Linked DNA regions of Pan troglodytes: region 2 is linked to region 1. A link is a contact called in public HiChIP or PLAC-seq data. All regions are on one chromosome and are shown on one strand. Each heading gives the region's core, a stretch centred on a gene start, on an enhancer-like site or on the middle of the called end of the contact. The rest is flanking DNA. Distances are from core to core; before and after follow the strand shown. Region 1 holds the start of NEMF (nuclear export mediator factor). Region 2 holds the start of ATL1 (atlastin GTPase 1).

Region 1 (2,823 bases), core at 160-2,659:
GGAGCAGAGTCTGAAAGCCATTTGGAGATTCAGTTCAAAACTTAAGAGTAACGATTTAAAAACAGAAGTGGTCTATCAGCTCTAGGAACAACACACTATAACTTGCGTCTTCCAAATGACCCAATTTTGGGGGAGAAATACAGTAAAATATAATCCAATTAATTTATTACAAAGGAGAAAAAAAAAAAGATAAAAGAGGGCCCCGAAAATATGACAAAGCTCACAGGGCTGAATAATAGAATCCAGACTAGAATCCAGATCTCAGTCCAAATCTGCTCAATCCAGCTAAAACCGCGATGCTCTCTCTCTCTCTGGGGTGAGGGGAGGGAGGTGTTCAAGAAACCAAGCCCCCGTCTGGAAACCTCTGAAGCAAACGACCACTCTGGCGTCTCGTGTTTTAACAAACGTTTCCTGCCCGACCCGGACAACCCAGGCCAACAATGCAAGAGCTTCGCGCTAGCGGGGCAAGCCAGAGAGCTGGGAGGACGCGGGGGATGGGGCACGAGGTGCCTGGGACACCCAGGGGTATCCTAAGGGTCACGGGAAAGACACCACACGCCTGTCCACTCAGGCCTAGGCAGGTCCATAGACGCACTAGGAAATAAGGAAACACATCAAGCTGGTCTGTTTGCGCCATGGGACTCCGGCCTCTGCCTCCTGCACTCCCCACACAAGCCTCGTCACTTAGGGTACTGTACCTAGCATTCAGCTCCGCGAGTACGGCGCGGAGGTCAATGGTGCTAAAGCGGCTCTTCATGGCGAGGCCCGAGGGTCACTACCGCAATTTCCTCTACTGCCCGGCCGGACTCGACGCCACTTCTCTTCCGCGCAGGCGCACTTGGCGGAGCTCTACGGCCGCGCAGAAGACCCAATATTCCTCGAGGCGAACGTATTTGTGTCGCTTTTCTGAGGATTTCGATTGTCAAGTTGCAGCTGACTCTCTTCATTGTACCAAAATTCAAATTCGAATAAAGATTCAAACTGTTCTCTTGAAGCTGCATTCCTTCCTGGAACCCTTACGGACCAGTCTGGTTACCGTGCCCCATTGTGTTTTGGGCTCAAGTCAGCCTTCATAGTGACCCCTGCTGGTCGAAACAATTTTCGAGATGATTATCAGGAGTATTTCCCCACAGGGGGGCCGTAGGGCTCAGTGTAGAAGAGCAAGGACCCCTTTCTGCGTGCTTACTTTGACATAAGATTTTGAAATGTAACGAAACGGAACTGCTTCGGTCCTTCTAAGATTATCCTCAACGATCGAGGCGAACTCTCAAAACGGAGTTCCTATTTTGATGGGTCCTGTTCTCCGAAGGAGCATTCTGCAGTTGATTACAGGATTCTCATCGAACCTCGGTCTTGGTACCCCTGAGACTCACCGCAGTACCTGGTGTACAATCGGTGCTCCATAAACACCTGGCAGCATGAATGTGCAAGTGTTTAGCTAGATAATGGTGAAATAAGATAAAAATAAAAACAAGAAGATTCCCAATGGGGGTGGGGTGGGAGGGGGGATTCACAGTGTAGTGAGGAAAATAGTCCTGTAAGAATGTAAATTCTGCATTTCTTTTGTCTTAGGATAGATGCATGGGAAGAAAGGCTACTTTATAAGGTGAGAACTCAAAAGAGGCAGGGTCTCACTATGTTGCCCAGGCTGGAGTGCAGTGGCTATTCACAGGCGCGATCCCACTACTGATCAGCACGGGAGTTTTGACCTGCTCCGTTTCCGACCTGGGCCGGTTCACCCCTCCTTAGGCAACCTGGTGGTCCCCCGCTCCCGGGAGGTCACCATATTGATGCCGAACTCAGTGCGGACACCCGATCGGCATAGCGCACTACAGCCCAGAACTCCTGAACTCAAGGGATCCTCCAGCCTCAGCCTCCCGAGTAGCTGGGACTACAGGCACGCGCCACCGCGCCCGGCGCTCGGCGTCGCTGCAAAAGAGCTGCTAGAGGCTTGCAGGCTACACATGGTAGCAACCAGAATTCCTACCACCAGAAGGCGACTCTAAACAGAAAGGGCGCCGCTGCTATTTCAGAACTGGTACCAGTAGATGCAAAAATGGCTATAGCACATACTGCACAGCATTACTGTCATACGGTACAGTAAACCATACAGAATGGCCCAAAATATGAAAGCATTGGCGAGAATGTGGAGAACAGGGAACTTTTGTATGCTGTTGATGGGAATGTAAATTAGTAGAGCCATTGTGCAAAACAGTATAAAGGCTCCTCACAAAATTAAGAATAGAATTACCATGTGATCTAGCAACAAAATCACTATCCTGAAGATATATGTTCATGTTCATTGCAGCATTATTCACAATAGCCGAGATATAGGGATAATCTACTTTTCATCAACGAATGAACGGATAATGAGTGCAAATATATATGTACACACACACACACACATACATACAGTGGAATATTAATCAGCTTTCAAAAAAGAAATAAATCTTGCTGTTTGCAACTGGCATGGATTTAACAACATGGATGAACCTGGAGGACATTATGCTAAGTGAAATAAGCCAGACATAAAAAGACAAATACTGCATGATCTCACTTATACGTGGAATCTAGAAGTTTCTCATAGAAACAGACAGCAGAAATGTGGTTTCCAGGACTTGGGATGTGGGGGAAATGGGAAGATACTGGTCAAAATGCACAAACTTTCGGTTATACGTGGAATAAGTTCTGGAGACTTAATGTACAACATGCTGATTATAGTTCATAGTAATGTACTGTATGCTTGAAATTTGCATGGGAACAGAAAACCAAATACCGTATGTTCTCACTTATAAATGGGAGCTGAATGATGAGAACACATGG
Region 2 (2,823 bases), core at 108-2,607, 680 kb after region 1:
CTCAATCTCTTTCCTCTGAACCATTCAAGAACTCAGCGGATTTGGGGAATTGGGTTTGCTTCTCTACAATGTTTTTTAAAATCCTAAATTAGGTGTAACTTACTCTCATCGTTTGTCTTAAGTAATACAAAACAGCACAATACAAAGACAGCAGCTCATATCCACTCTTGGTTATAGGATGTTATAAATCCCTGAAAGGAACCGCTAAAGTAAAACAAAACCCAGCAAGTTAATATCACATTTTTATCGCCAACCAAAAACAAACGATCAAACTTCCACCAGGAAAAGCATCTTTTTATATGGGATAATGCTTGCATACATGTCACCAATATTAGTTTGCTTACAGTTAAAGCTCAGAGACAGAGTTTCATATGGCTTTTTTAGTCAAACTCATCCATTGAAACAATTTTTTTTTAAAAAATGCAAATGTCTGAATGTCAATATTCTTTCCTGTCTATCTTCCATGAAGCATTTTTCCACGCTAACACTAGAGCATCCTTCGGTGTAATTCCACAGGCAGATTCAAATTCCCTTCAATACCATAAATAAGCCCTATTAAAAAGCCTTTAAACCACAAAAAAAGTGCAACAGCGGTTTGCAACTGTGTGGTTAGTTCTGCCTGTTGGTAGCGATTAGAACAAGCTATGAGTCGAGGGTGCTCAGAACCGAGTAAAAGGGACCCCGGCCGCTTTCTCCCCAAGAGGCAACAGTAAAAGCATCCTCCTCTCGCCCCAATACTTCGCAGGAAAGTGGCCCCATTCCCGGGACGCAGTCGACCGCAGGAAAAAAGCACGGCCAGCCTCACTTACCTTATAGACGTCCCCGTAGGTGCCGCTGCCGACCCTCTGGACGAGCTCGTAGTCCTGCTGCGGGTTCCGCCTCAGGATGTCCGCGGCAGGCCGCAGCGGGGCCTCCATCTTCACTTAGGGCCCGGCCCCCGCCAGCTCACCCCGCGGCTCCCGGATTCCCGCTAACAAGCACGAACGGCGCCGCTTCCCAACATGGAGCCTCCGCCCGCAGCTCCGTCTGCACGAGGGACGAGCAAAGGCTGGTTGGCGTCGCAGGCTACGACCCCCAGCGGCCGCGCCCTCGCGGCCCGGCCCCTTCCCTTCCGTCCCGCCAGGGGCCGTGGAAGAGAAAGGGGCCTGGAAGGGCCCCCGGCGCCCCGTATCCCCGTTCGGTCTGCGGCCCTTCCCCCTCCCCGGCCGCCCGCGAACTGCCCGACGAGGCCTCCCCGCCAGCCGGGGCCCAGGGCCGGCTCGGTACCTAATGGGGGCGGCCCCGTCTTTGTTGAGCGCGGAGCCCGGGACCTACTTCCTAGACCGCACCCGCGTCCTCCTCCCCCGCGCCGGCCGGCAGCTCCGGGTTTGCCGTCGCCGCCGCCGCCACTCAGCCGCTGCACGGCGCGTCCTCTCGGGGGCGGCGGAGGCGCGTACAGTCGCCGCCGCCGCCGCCGCCGCCGCACCACGTTCCCCACCCGGGGCTGCGTCACCGGGAGACACGTTCCCAGCCAGCATGGGTCGGCGCCCAGCGGCCCGCCCGAGCACTCCGGCCGCAGAACCAGAGTGCCGCCCTGAGGCCTGCTGAGAACACAACACCCTCCCGACCGCGCCACCGCGCCCCCCTAGCCGGGCGCGTCCTTGCAGGGCCTGGGCTGTCTCCCTCCCACTCTCAGAAATAAGGCACACCCCTGGGCATTCGTGGGCCAACGGGCCTTGGCTAAACCGTCCCCACATTTGTCAGGTAGGCCTGTAGGGTGACGGGTAGAGGAAGAAGGGCGATGGGAACGTAGCCCTCCAAGTTAAACACGGAAAGGGTACGTTAAGGGCACCGGGCCAGAAGTAACCTGGCAGCGGGGCGCCGGGGAAGGAGGTGGGGGAGTGCCAGGTTAACTAAGTCCCGGCACACCCTACTGCACCTTCCTGTTTTGCAAACCATTCCCGGTGGTACCAGTTTGAGGCTGCACTGCACACCTGCACAACCTGCCTTCTACTTAGTTCTTCTGAGACATTTCTGAAAGTCTGAATTCCTAGGACTGCTCAATGACCTTTGTCCCTGTTGGGCACATGCAGTGTCTCATCGCTGGTATTGCACCTTTAATGAGATCAGGAGTTCCGCAAAAGTAAAACAAAGGGGTCACAGACTGGTTCTGGTTCTACCACTTCCTCAGTATGTGCTCTGGGACAAAACAGCATATTTGGCAACATCTCGGTGTCCTTATCTGCAGCTTAAAGAGGGTAAGATTTTGCATCTGACACCCAGGAAAGTGTTTATAAAGCGTTTTACAGGATTGTAAAGGGGGTTATCGAATATAAGAGGTCTTAAAATACTTAACAATGCACAGCATATATGGAACAGGAGTTCGGGGAAGTAATTTGGCTGATATTTCACAAGCTGTTTTGCAGTTTCAGTTCCAGTCTTGCTCTGAAGGTAGAAATTAAGTTGCCAGTGTTACATTATACTGGCTAAGTTATTTCTAGAGCCTCATAGAGAATTTGAACAGAAAAGCCAGATAACACTCAGCCACTGCATTTAGTGACTGAAACATCATAAAAGAGCAAGTTGGAGATGTTGGCATGTGGCTTTGAACACCCAATTTTTAATTCTGTTCTTGAGAATTAAAATACTCCTTATTGTTGATAATTGTATAATGTATAATAAGGAGTAATTGACAATACTCTTTATTGTTGATAATTGTATAATGTAGAAATTAAATTCGCACCTTAACAGGACAGGGCATATATGTATTTTCTTGTGCTCCACACACAAAGGGCACTTATTTGGGGAACATAAGTAAGCCCAGACTTACATGCTCCATGGACA

The links. HiChIP or PLAC-seq counts read pairs in DNA pulled down with a chosen protein or histone mark.
Region 2: an H3K4me3 HiChIP or PLAC-seq map of stem cell-derived excitatory neurons shows a contact between it and region 1, with 4 times the contacts expected there. The contact joins the promoter of ATL1 here to the promoter of NEMF in region 1. A contact is called at or near these places in 1 of 7 Hi-C or Micro-C datasets (stem cell-derived neural progenitor cells) and 1 of 1 datasets of contacts at active chromatin or transcription factors (stem cell-derived excitatory neurons).

Annotation. Positions count from the first base shown.
Region 1 is chr15:47,869,028-47,871,850 of NHGRI_mPanTro3-v2.0_pri, forward strand. NEMF (nuclear export mediator factor) reads right to left here and starts at 1,410. Exons shown (of 32, transcript XM_054666511.2): 1 at 699-1,410. The coding sequence starts at 757.
Region 2 is chr15:48,547,165-48,549,987 of NHGRI_mPanTro3-v2.0_pri, forward strand. It overlaps ATL1 (atlastin GTPase 1), which reads left to right and starts at 1,358. Exons shown (of 14, transcript XM_522849.8): 1 at 1,358-1,743. MAP4K5 (mitogen-activated protein kinase kinase kinase kinase 5) reads right to left here and starts at 947. Exons shown (of 31, transcript XM_063793369.1): 1 at 810-947. The coding sequence starts at 917.